4 separate regions of the Mus musculus genome follow, and regions 1, 3 and 4 are each linked to region 2. A link is a contact called in public Hi-C and HiChIP or PLAC-seq data. All regions are on one chromosome and are shown on one strand. Each heading gives the region's core, a stretch centred on a gene start, on an enhancer-like site or on the middle of the called end of the contact. The rest is flanking DNA. Distances are from core to core; before and after follow the strand shown.

Evidence for each region. A called contact is a pair of places that touch in the nucleus more often than the background predicts. HiChIP or PLAC-seq counts read pairs in DNA pulled down with a chosen protein or histone mark.
Region 1: a Hi-C map of uterus shows a contact between it and region 2, with 2.7 times the contacts expected there. The contact joins the enhancer-like site here to the promoter of Nectin3 in region 2. A contact is called at or near these places in 3 of 39 promoter capture datasets (the 3T3-L1 cell line and liver), 3 of 484 Hi-C or Micro-C datasets (cerebellum, myocytes and uterus) and 3 of 115 datasets of contacts at active chromatin or transcription factors (embryonic limb bud and embryonic stem cells).
Region 3: a contact with region 2 is called in an H3K27ac HiChIP or PLAC-seq map of neural progenitor cells, with 4 times the contacts expected there. The contact joins the enhancer-like site here to the promoter of Nectin3 in region 2. A contact is called at or near these places in 1 of 39 promoter capture datasets (liver), 4 of 484 Hi-C or Micro-C datasets (cerebellum, embryonic stem cells, muscle stem cells and 1 more) and 4 of 115 datasets of contacts at active chromatin or transcription factors (embryonic stem cells, kidney and neural progenitor cells).
Region 4: a contact with region 2 is called in an H3K27ac HiChIP or PLAC-seq map of embryonic fibroblasts, with 3 times the contacts expected there. The contact joins the enhancer-like site here to the promoter of Nectin3 in region 2. A contact is called at or near these places in 7 of 39 promoter capture datasets (the 3T3-L1 cell line, cranial neural crest, frontonasal cranial neural crest and 3 more), 6 of 484 Hi-C or Micro-C datasets (adipose-derived mesenchymal stem cells, cerebral cortex, cortical neurons and 2 more) and 1 of 115 datasets of contacts at active chromatin or transcription factors (embryonic fibroblasts).

What each region holds. Positions count from the first base shown.
Region 1 is chr16:46,676,432-46,679,357 of GRCm38.p6, reverse strand. No RefSeq gene overlaps it. Among named protein-coding and RNA genes, the nearest start is that of Nectin3, 180 kb to the right of the region's middle. Within about 2 kb of position 1,442, at least 1 of the 459 cell types and tissues checked has an H3K27ac peak or open chromatin away from gene starts, as enhancers often do. A contact at or near this core is called in uterus, where this site is marked.
Region 2 is chr16:46,495,395-46,498,411 of GRCm38.p6, reverse strand. It overlaps Nectin3 (nectin cell adhesion molecule 3), which reads left to right and starts at 1,445. Exons shown (of 6, transcript NM_021495.4): 1 at 1,445-1,797. The coding sequence starts at 1,638.
Region 3 is chr16:46,653,651-46,656,524 of GRCm38.p6, reverse strand. No RefSeq gene overlaps it. Among named protein-coding and RNA genes, the nearest start is that of Nectin3, 160 kb to the right of the region's middle. Within about 2 kb of position 1,269, at least 2 of the 459 cell types and tissues checked have an H3K27ac peak or open chromatin away from gene starts, as enhancers often do. A contact at or near this core is called in neural progenitor cells, where this site is marked.
Region 4 is chr16:46,701,676-46,704,723 of GRCm38.p6, reverse strand. No RefSeq gene overlaps it. Among named protein-coding and RNA genes, the nearest start is that of Nectin3, 210 kb to the right of the region's middle. Within about 2 kb of position 1,528, at least 7 of the 459 cell types and tissues checked have an H3K27ac peak or open chromatin away from gene starts, as enhancers often do. A contact at or near this core is called in adipose-derived mesenchymal stem cells and embryonic fibroblasts, where this site is marked.

The DNA.
Region 1 (2,926 bases), core at 193-2,692, 180 kb before region 2:
GCTCTTTTGTGAGAGGTGAGGAATTCCACGAGCATTATCTAATACACACCACCTCTCCCTTTATGTGCCTAAGGAAAGAAAAGGTCTAAGACATATTCATAGGAAAGAAAAACAAGAAAAATGATACCATTCAAGCAGACGTCAGGTAGAGTATCAGTGTAGCCTCATGAAAAGAACACCTCCCCTGAATTCTTAGTGTGGGCTGAATGGTGAGCCAGGGAGCTAGCTGGGATCCTGGCATTCTGGCACTGATACAAACCTGCAAAAAAGAAAAAATCAGACTCAGAAGCACACCAGTGACACACGTATAATCATGATGGGAAGTTTATGAGTTATTTACTCAGCAAGCTTGAAAATATCAAAGGATGAGTTTGCCTCTTATTAGCATGAAGCCTTTTAAAATGACACTCATGAAATTCTTCCTGCCCTTTTATTTGCAATTCATCTCTGAAGCACCTCTGTATTACATCTTGAATTACAGAACCACCCACAAACTTCATCTTCTTCTTCGGCAAATATTGATTTCTGCCCATCACCTAAGCCTGAGCATTTTGGATAGAGTGCGCGTGAATGTCATGTTGCTTTTTGGGGGCTGCAAGAACCTAATAAATGAGATATCCTTGGGAACTATGCACTATTCTGAGGTGCAGTCACAGCTTTTGGAAGGTGTCATTCAAATGTATGAAGCACCTTGTTCCAGATAGTTTTTGTCGACTTAACATAAATGATACTCACCTGGGAAGAAGGAGCCCTAGTTGAGGAATTGCCTCTATCAGATTGGCCTGAAAGTATGTCTGGAGGTATTTTCTTAATCTCTAAGTGATGTAGGAGGTAGCAGTCCTTGGTGGATGGTGCCATTATAAGGATAGAAGCTGAGAAAGCTACACAGAGCAAGCCAGTAAGCAGCATTCCTTATGGTCTCCGCACCAGTTCTTGGCCCCAGGTTCCTGCCTTAAGTTCCTGTCCTGATCTTCCAACAGGAAAGACTGTAACTTGAAGTATGAAACCAAATAAACTCTTTCCTTCACAGTTGCTTTCGGTTACTGTGTTTATCACAGCTAGAAAGTGAATACGGATACAGTTCCACTGCTCTCCAGGTGCTTGAGTGGAGACATGGAGTGATACTGTATAAGAGCCTGTCCATCTTCAGGGGCCTACCTTCAAGAACTATTCTCATCTGTGAGCAGCAACAGAGGGCCTCATGCTGTTCTCTGTCAACAGCAGACTCTTGAGGAGGATAACCAGTTAGCTTGTCATTCAAGTAAACTCCCCTAAGGCCTCAGGCCAGAAGAGCCACTTCTCTTGCAGAGTCCTGCTCCATCTCCTCTCAGGACAAGTCAGAGAAATTATTGGAAAGGAGCAAAAGCCTTTCTCAGAAGTTAGAGGAGCTAGCCCATTCTGTGGGGAGATGAAGCATAAAAACAATGGGTAGGAATGAGCACAGACAGGAAAGGAAACTAAAAAATGAGCTAATAGGCAGTGAGAAGATTGCAGTGCTTAGAGGAACAGGCTTCAATTTGCTTGCAAAGCAATCTTTGGGAAAGACGCCAGACTTTGTGTAAAGGACGCACAGTATAAAGCAAGGGAGGGAAGTCTGCACTTCTTGTATCACTTTAAAATCTATTTGATCTTGAGGAAATCAGTTATGTTTCCTAGTTATATAGTCTATCATTTAATAATAGCACTAATGAAGTGTTTAGAAGTAATAAAGAGTTTTCTTTTTTATTTTTTATTAGATATTTTCTTCATTTACGTTTCAAATGCTATCCCCTTTCCTAGTTTCCTCTCTGAAAGTTCCCTATACCCTCCCACCGCCCTGCTCTCCAAACCACACAATCCCACTTCCTGGCCCTGGCATTCCCCTATACTGGGGCATATAATCTTCGAAAGACCAAAGGCCTCTCCTTTCATTGATGGCCGACTAGGTTTTCTTATTGATCATACTTTACTACAATGGAACATTATGGGAATAAGAAGGAAAAGGCATAGCAGAAAGACCACGCAGGCTGTTTTCATGAGCATCTATATGATATGCTTGGGCTCCATTCATTTTATTCTTGACCTACAAGGTAGCTAGTCACATTGAACCCAATTTACAAGAGATATGTGGAAGTCAAAATGGATATGTATAATATATCTGATGGCATCCTACTCCAAAGTGTTGTAAACAGAATTTAGTCTAGGGCATTTTTCAGAATCCAAAAACTAAATATAATAAGGTAACTATTTTCACAAGACAATAATAAAAATATAGAAATAACAGAGAATCAGTACTAAATTCTGATGAAATCATATTTCTCAGCCTCAAGATTGCTTTCATATTTCTACTGTAAGCAAGACATTGTTGAGAACTCATGAACTCATTATCAGTCAGTTCACATACATTGCTTTGGACTGTGTTAGCTTGCCTGTCTCTGTCTCACTTACAGTGGCTTGTAGCATCCACCTGTGGGAGACATCAGAACGCAGGATTTTATGACCGTCCCTGTTCTCTTATGTACTAGGAATACCCTTCTCTACCCTTTCAAGTGAGGCCAGGCTGTAAGAACTATAACAGCTGATAACACATGGGTGCCATGCCATTTTCTCACAAAAGCCTTAAAAACAAGTATGTGGTTTGGCATCGTTTCTTTTGATCTGCATCAAGGTGATCATCAATTGTTCCTAGGTGTGGCATCAGCCCACAACCTGATGTGAAGTAATGTGTCATGGTATTCTTCACTGGCAAGCATCTGATATTTAGTATGGGGAAGGAATCTTTTCCCAGGCTAAGACTCTACAGTTTGTAAACTGTTGTTACTGCAATACGATCTACCCTACCCTGACTAATACACAGCCCTACTAATCATAAATAGAAGCAAAATCAGAAAACAATATATGCATTATTTTAGCAGAAAAGTTTGTCAACCAAGTGAATTAAGTACCT
Region 2 (3,017 bases), core at 196-2,695:
ACTGGATAGGATGCTACGGAGGTGAGTAAGACATCATAAATCAGTGTGTTAAGCCGAGGAGATCCCAGTGACTCAGTCTGGAGCACGACGTTGTCGTGGGCACCAGGCAAGCTTTACTTTAGTGGCCACAGGCTGCTCTCTGGGTGGCTGTTATTCTTATTGGAGCACATCTTTAGCTATCTGGTGGGGATGGTAGGACAACATAAAATTAATGGTGTCCGGCCTCCGGACGGTGTCCTCCGCTTCCACCGCCTCCGCAGATAGCCCAAACTGTTCATCCATCTCCTTCCCCCTACGGTAACTGGGGCTTCAAGGTCAAGTCACTCCGGCTGTGCGTGGCGGATAGAGGAGGAGGGAAGGGCAGACAAGCTTTGGGGGTTTGAGGGAGGGTTATGGTGAATCACAGATGCTCCTCTTAAGGGTAAATGTTTAATACTTCCCGAGGTCACTTTTCTGAGAATAACTCAAAGAGAGACACGCGAGAAAATAAAATTACAAGTGCGAACATGCGAACGATCAAAGAGAAAACAAGACCACACTCGAAGACCTCGCATGGGAGATCCATGGCCTCCTGTTGCCGGTCGCCCGGCGCAGAAAGTGGACAAACGGGCAGCCCAAGAGAAGCAAGAGCTAGAGAGCAAACCTTTCGGAGGGCCCCCTCCTGTCCTCCGGCAGCTCCGCTGACCCTTCCAACAAGCCTCCCTCCCGGTGTAAAAAGCAGGCTAAACGCCTGGGCCAACACCGGTCCCGGACAGAGGAGAACCGGGATGCTCCTGGGGAGGAGGGAGGAGTGGAGAATCTCCTTTCAGTCCCTACGCCTGGGTGAGGAGGGAGAAGGCTGGTCCAGCCCCGCGGTATCCAGCTTCCCAAATTAGGCAACCCCCCGCTCCGACCCGCGGAGAGCCGGTACCCTCATCTTGCCTTCCCCTCACCCCCCTGGTTATCCCTGGTCCCGCTAGGGGAACCTCGCCACTCTGGAGGAGAAAAAGGCAGGACTAGGAGTCCCGCAGCCCTCCGCCTCGGAGCGCCTCTGTGTGCCCCGGCGGCCCCAGCCCCGCGAGGGGCGGAGTGGGCGAGACCATCTCCAGCGCTGGCGAGGGGGGGAGACGAGGCGGGGCCAAGGGGCGGGGCCGCCTTGCCTGGTCCAGATTGCTTAGCCTCGGGAGAAGCCCGGTTTTCCAAGTGGATGAAGTTTTTTTTTTTTTTCTTTTGGAAGTGGGAGGAGCGTGTGGGGAGAGAGGGTGGGAGGAGACTCGGCGGGCGGCTCGGCCGGCGTCCAGGCAGCCCGGCGGCAGGGAGGGCGGGCTCGTCCCGGTAGTGAGGGTCGGCGGCTCCCCCTCCCGCAGGGCGGGGTGGTGCGTTCCGAGTTCCCAGGAGTTCGCGGCGGGCGGGGACCGCGGGGAGGGGAGTGGCGGCGGCGGGCGGCTCCCGCTTCAGCCTCGGCAGTGGCATCGGCGACGGCGGAGTCGAGGCAGCCGCGAGCGCTCGGCCGAGTGGCGGCGGGCGGCGACGGCGCAGGAGCCGGGGGTTGAGGACACGCGCGCTGGCCCTTCCGCGCCGCGGCCGCCGCCGCCGCCGCCACCCAGAGCCTGAGGCGCCGGGGCGCGGGCGAGCGGGTGGGCCGGGGCAAGGCGGGCATGGCGCGGACCCCGGGCCCGGCCCCGTTGTGTCCTGGAGGCGGCAAAGCACAACTTTCCTCGGCGTTTCCTCCCGCGGCCGGACTGCTGCTGCCGGCCCCGACGCCGCCGCCGCTGCTGCTGCTGCTTATTCCCCTGCTTCTCTTCTCCCGGCTCTGTGGTAGGTGAAGCGGGCGAGCGAGGGGTTGAGCAGGGCGGGCGCGGGCGGCGAGGCTAGCCGAGGCGGTTGTGCCGGGCGGTTGGCTGCGCGAGCGGCCGCCGCGGACTTTGCCTGGAAACTTTTCGCCGCGCCCCGGGCGAGGCCCGGGAAGGGCAGGGAGAGCGAACAGGGCGCCGACCGCTGGCTTCCCGCCCCCCGAGGCCGCGCGGGTCGTCGCGCTGGGCCCCCAGGGCTGGCGGTGGAGCTCGGTGCGCGGAGCCCCGCGTGCCCCGGGAACCGTTACTTCCGAGCTGATGCGCCGAAGCGGAGAGCGCGGACTTCTAGGCTGAGGTTAGGATGCCTGAGTGCATGTTGCCGCCTCCTCCTTTCTCTCCGATGAAACTTGAGCTGCAAGTCCGGAAACCCTGTGGACACTAGCCCAGCGCACTGTAGCCTTCGGGTCCACGCCTCCTGGCCTCCGGGAGAAGGCACCATCTTAAAAACCCACTCTGCGCCTGCATCCCCCTTCCAGCACGATTTGTGCCCTGGTAACCTTTGGATCTTTGGGTTGATCCCAGATGGTACCCTCACGCCGCCTTCCAGTTTTTGGACGTCCTTCACGCAGCCCCTGGTTATTTTAGAAGAAAACCTTGTTCTCGGGGACGCAAGATTTACCTTTTGAATACATATTGCACCTACTGTTCCCTGGCTGTTAAAACAAGTAGCCCCGGGTTTCTCCAGTGTGCCTCTTTTATTCCAGATTTAGGAGCTAATCTCTTTGTAAGTTCCGTTCCCGGAATCTGAGACTAGTTTTAGAGACCTACTTTTTTTTTTTAAGGAAGATGAAAATGAAATGATATATTTACTTTTCATGCTAGAGAAGTGGACGTGGTAATCAGTGGACAGCATTGATTTGGTGAAATAAAGCTACCAGTCAGTCTTAGGCTATTGAATGTCTGGGTAATATCAAAATGCCGCAAGGTGTTGTTCATTTAAGGATTGCTGACGGGAAAGATGGAGGAATACAACTTAGATTTAGATTTTTTTCAGACAATGGTTATCAGTGCATATGAAATCTTAAAAGCTGATGTACCCGTATTTATTATAAGGGAGAGATGTGAACAAATTTCCTTAGTGCTCTGATGCAGAAGAAAGAAAAATCTGCTCCTGGTAGGTGAGTCAGGGTAGTTAGTTCATAGGGAGAGGAAATTATGTTGAGGTTGAGTGCCACTTACAGACTG
Region 3 (2,874 bases), core at 20-2,519, 160 kb before region 2:
AATAAGCGACCTTGGAACACTCAGCCCTAAAAAGAATGTCTACAGCAAATCCCGACTGATCAGGGCTCAGGGACTCTGCAGAAGAGAAGGTGGATTGTAAGGTCCAGAGCAGATGGAGAACGCCAAGGATATAAAATCTTATAAACACAGCAAGACTAACACACATATGAACCCCTAGAGACTATAGCAGCATGCACAGAGTCTGTGTGGTCTGTACCAGATAGGATCCTAGAGCTGATAGAAGTAGACACATACTCCCATCGCTAACACAGAAGCTATCACCAATTAATAACCCCTTACAAATAAAAATTTGGTTTTCTACAATTAAGTCTCACTGGGAAAACAAATCACTCTTAAGGGTAAGCTGTATGCCAAGCAGTAGATGGCCAACAAAATATTAACTCAACAACACCTTTGGGGATTCGTTGTCTCATAATGTTGTTTAAGAACATGCAAAAAAAAACTGTTAACCTTAAAAATCCTAACAGTTTGTACTATGATCCCCAGTTTTATGTTTTTATGGGATTTGTGCATATTTGACTGTGTTTCTGGGTCTATATGTGTGTCTCATGCTCTTTTTTGGCCTCTCTTTCTTCTGTTTGTTCTGTTCTACTCCAAATTTTTTGCTTGTTCATTTTTTGCTCTATCATATTTTATTTTATTATTATTCCATAGATGCCTGTTCATTTTCTATGGAGAACCAAAATGGGTGTGACTGGGACTAGAGGGAAGGTAGGGAGGAACTGAGAGGAATTGCAGGAAGAGAAATCATAGTAAAAATTATTGTATGAAAAAAATCTACTTTCAATAAAAGAAAAACATAGTCATTATATGTAGCCTGCTTTTATTTGCCATACCTGTGGATAAGTCATGGTTCACAACTGTCACAGAAGGGAAAATATCCAAAGCCTTGGTTTTACAAGATTGCTGGAGTATCGTGCCTTGGAGAAGACAATGGGGCAAATGAGCAGTAGCTCCTTAGCTTCCTTGTTCCCCATTGTTTATGGTGTGGACATCAGATCTTAAACTCTATAACACTAAGTATCTGGTTCTGTACCTATCATTCCCCACTCGCAGAAGATAGGGAACCAGGCTACACTAGCACTATTGTAACAGAGGACCTCTGGTCAACTGAAAAAGACCAGAAAGTGACACCACCAATCTTGGCTAGCCTCTTCTAATTCTCCATGGTGATGGTAATGATCATGCTAGTCCTTCCAAACTGATACTTCAAATGCTAATTAGCTCAATGGAACTTTCAGTTCGAGCTTAGAAGAACAAGGACTGGCAGGACTGAGTCATCCCTCATCGAATGTGCTCCCGTGCCAACCACAGCAAAGCCATGACTAGCCACAAAATTTGACCAGAAAAGAAGTTACAGGTTAGAATGTTGACTGTAGCTTATAACACTGAGAGAACGGAGGGGTAAGCTTTGATTTGACAGATTCTCTGAATGCTAGTCTCATACAGGATCTGATTGCTTGCAAAGTTCCACTGAAACTAGGCATATCCCAGTGACTGTAGTAATCAGTCACAGCCAACTACAATGCTTTGAGATCAATCTGTTGTGGTTGGGTTAGAGACATCACCAGACCACACCTCAAACACTTGGAGGTGTTATTATAAAGTGGCAGCCAGAAGATGTAGTTTCTGTAATCAGAATCTTTATGGAATTATGGATGACTCTTTTCATTTGCTAATTATGTAGCTAAATATTCACAGTCTACTGTGCAAAAGAGGCAATACCACTGGGAGTCTAATAAAGAGCTCTGGTAGATTATTGTACACTGCCCTAATATGAAGGAATATAAGAGGGGAACAGATGCCGGGGCCTAGCAAACACAGAAGTGGATGGTCACAGTCAGCTATTGGATGGGTCACACGGCCCCTAATGGAGGGAGCTAGAGAAATTACCCAAGGAGCTAAAGGGAACTGCAACCCTATAGGTGGAACAACAATATGAACTAACCAGTACCCGGGAGCTCTTGTCTTTAGCTGCATATGTATCAAAAGATGGCCTAATCGGCCATCACTGCAAAGAGAGGCCCATTGGACTTGCAAACTTTATATGCCCCAGTACAGGGGAACGCCAGGGCCAAAAAGGGGGAGTGGGTGGATAGGGGACTGGGGTGGTGGGTATGGGGGACCTTTGGGATAGCATTGAAAATGTAAATGAGGAAAATACCTAATTAAAAAAAAAAGAAATCACAAAAAAATAAAAAATAAAAAATAAAAAAAAAAAAGAGGGGAACAGTACATGTCTTCTGCTAACTCAGTACAAATGAATTTTCTAGAACTCTGCTCTGGTAGGCTGTATGAGTAGTTTGCAAGTCATCTATGCACAATAGGAAACTAGAACTTGTCATTAGAACATGAACACCTTATGAGTAAAGGTGAAAAGTAAGAAACTTGGAATCCTGGCATTTGTACCATACAAATAGACTAAAGAGATTAGACATAAAAAGAAGCCTGACCACACAAGTACCTGTGTGTGTGTGTGTGTGTGTGTGTGTGTATGTGTGTGTGTGTGTGTGTGTGTGTGTGTGTTTATTTCATATGTGCACTTACATGCATCGTCGGCCATGGAAGGTAACATTAACTTACTCAAAGGGCCATCACATGGCAGAGTGGAAAGCATTGCTTGACATGTTGACAAAAAGGTCAAGTTATAACCAAGAAGCTGGCTCAGACTCAATATAAGAAAGAGCTTTTCCTCAGGAATGCCCAACAGCAGTAAGAGGCTGCTGTGTTAGAAGATTTTCCTGCCTTGAAATTGTACATGCTGGAGAGGGGTGGGGTCCTTTTACAGACCCAGATGGGTGTTTGTTCAGTGAGTGGGCAATTGTATACACAGTGCTCTTGACTTTTTAAAGG
Region 4 (3,048 bases), core at 279-2,778, 210 kb before region 2:
CCTTGATCTAGCTCTAAAACATTGTGTTAGAGCATTGATGCATCATAGATGAGTGTTTCCTTCAGTTCTCTGAAATAAGTAGCTAAAAATCAGAGTGACATCATCTCTGTTTCATTAGAATTCTTGTTTAAGTTGGATATTTCTAGCATGTTGATTCTGTTACTCACCAGAAAAATGAAGCCACACTTGAATGCCTGAGTTGGAAGAGAAGTCATTAATACATTTAACTTTTGTTTCTCAGCATCCTGGAACAACATTTTTAGATATGTCTTCATTTGCACAGCTTTAGTGTGTATGGCTTGGCTCTACACAATGACTTAATAAGAATTCCAGATGTCCTGATAGGAACAGATGTAAGCAGTAGATGGACCAGAAAAAGAAGAGCTATCTCTTAAGAAGCCAGAGGTCCTGTCTGGCTACAGGAAGTGGCCACTTCAGGCTCCATATCCCCCACTACTAGGAGTTTCAGCTAGAGTCACCCCCAAGACACCCTTGAGTATCCACCCTATTCCAGGTCTCTGGCACATCCTAGAGATATTATGCTTCCCCCCACCTCCAATTTCTGTTCTATGTCCCCTGCTCTCACTATAACAGATCCCCACCACCACACCCTGCTCCCATCTATATTCCCTCTCCCACCGAGTTCCCTGCCTCCATACACCTTCAATATATATTTTATTTCACTTTCTGAGAAAGATTCAACCATCCTCCCTCAGGACTTTCTTGTGGTTAACCTGTACTTTATGACTAATATCCATATAACATAACGTAATATGCATGTTCTTTTGGGTCTGGGTTACCTCACTCAGGATATTTTCTAGTTCTGTCCATTTGTCTACAGAACTCATGATGTCTTTCTTTTTAATAGCTGAGGAGTATTCCATTGTGTAAGTGAACCACATTTTCTTTATCCATTCTTCAGTTGAGGAGCATCTAGGCTGTTTCCAGTTTCTGGCTATTATGAATAAAGCTGCTATGAACACAATTGAACAAGTGTCTTTTTGAGATGGTGGAAGATCTTTTGGGTATATGCCCAGGAGTGGTAAAGCTGGGTCTAGAGGTAGAAACGGTTCCCAATTTTCTAAGAAACTATCAGATTGATTTCAAAAATGGTTGTAGAAGTTTGCACTCCCACCAGCAATGAAGGAATGTTCCCTTGCTCTACATTCTCACCAGCATGTGCTGGCTGTCCCTTGAGGTTTTTATCTTAGCCATTCTGATGGTTGCAGGGTGGAATCTCAGAGTTGTTTTGATTTGCATTTTCCTGATGACAAAAGATGGTGAACAATTCTTTAAGTATTTCTCAGACATTAGAGATTCCTTTGTTTCACTCTGTACCCCATTTTAATTTAATTTGGGGATATATATTATTGGCAGTGGAGGGATAAAGACAAGCAACCCACTCACAAAACCTTTGACCCAAAATGTTTCCTGTCTGCAAAATGTGCAGGGACAAAGACAGAGCAGAAACAGAGGGAATGACTAACCAATGACTGGCCCAAATTTCAACCCATTCCATGGGCAAAACCAACCCAGACATTATTAACAATGCTGTGTTATGCTTGCAGACAGGAGCCTGGAATAACTGTCCCCTGAGAGGATCCACCTAGCAGCTGACTCAGATAGATACAAAGACTAAACATTAGATGGAGCTTGGGGAGTCTTGTGGACGAGTGGGGGAAGGATTGAGGGTGTGGAAGTGGACAGGAACACCACAAGAAAACCAAAATAGTCGACTAACCTGGATCCTTGGGGGCTCTCAGAGACTAAATCACCAACCCTAAATCACCAACCGAAGAGCCAGGACAGGTTGGGCCTAAGGGCCTTGCACATATGTAGCAGATAAGCAGCTTGGTCTTCCTGTGGGTCACCAAACAACTGGATTGGTGGCTGTCCCTGAATTTGTTTCCTGCCTATGGATTCTGTTCCCCTAACTGGGCTACCTTCTGTGGCTTTAGTGAGAGAGAGGATGTGCCTAGTCCTGCAATGACTGATGTGAGAGGGCTTCCCTTCTCAGTGGAGGAGTTCGGGAGAGAAGCTGCAAGAGCGGGGACTAGTAGAAGAAGGGCTGTTATTCAGATGTAAAGTGAATTAATTAATTAATTAATTAATTAAAACCCAGAAGGTAAGTGAGGATGAGACAGGGGTGGGGGTGGAGGAATTGTTAACGAGCACAGCAGATTTCAAATGTTTACACTCAGCTTTCTAAGGCCCAGAAGGTACCAGTAATCTGGTGATTCTCCAACGCACACTCCCAGGAGAGTGTTGTCAGTCAATAGTCTATGAATGCATTAGAGAGCATCTTTAGCATCACGCTAGTTAAAAGCTAAACAGGACTCAAGATCAACAGAAGATATTCTCTTGAGCAAAAAGGAATTTTAACTGGTGTTTCCAGTCATATTTTTTGCCAGCCTTGCCTTTGACCTTATTTTGTGGATCTCCCCAGTAGCATCAGCCTTTCCCTTCCTTCTGGTTTCATTACATCAGTGTTTAAACTTGGTCATAACAGTTTTCTTTGAAAATATGCTGTGTTTGTCCTGCTAGACAATATTTTGCTGGTAGTGATGACTTCTTCCTCAGATGTCCTATGGCTTGCGCTGTCGTCATTTCTATACGTATGGATAAAGGTTGGTTTTATCCATAGACTGTTTTTTAATCTAAGCTCCCAGGCGGGATCTTGTCTCACAATCCACTCCCTAACCAGTCAATCCATAGCTAGTCAATCAAGACACATCATCTAATCTCACAGTAACCAGTTTATTCAAAACAAACTGGTCATTTTTTTCCCCTGTATTAGTTGGGTTTCTATTACAGGGATAAAATCATGCCCAAAAGCAGCTTGGGAAGGAAATGGCTTATATAAGATGAAATGTAGTATTTCATCTTATATTTCTAGGTAACAATTCATCACCTAGGGAAATCAGGAAAGGGAATAAAGCAGGAACATGGATGCAGGAATTGAAACAAAGACCATGGACCAGTGCTGCTGTGGATCTTGCTTTCTATGGCTTGCTCACCCTGCTTTTTGATACAACCCAAGAGCTCCAT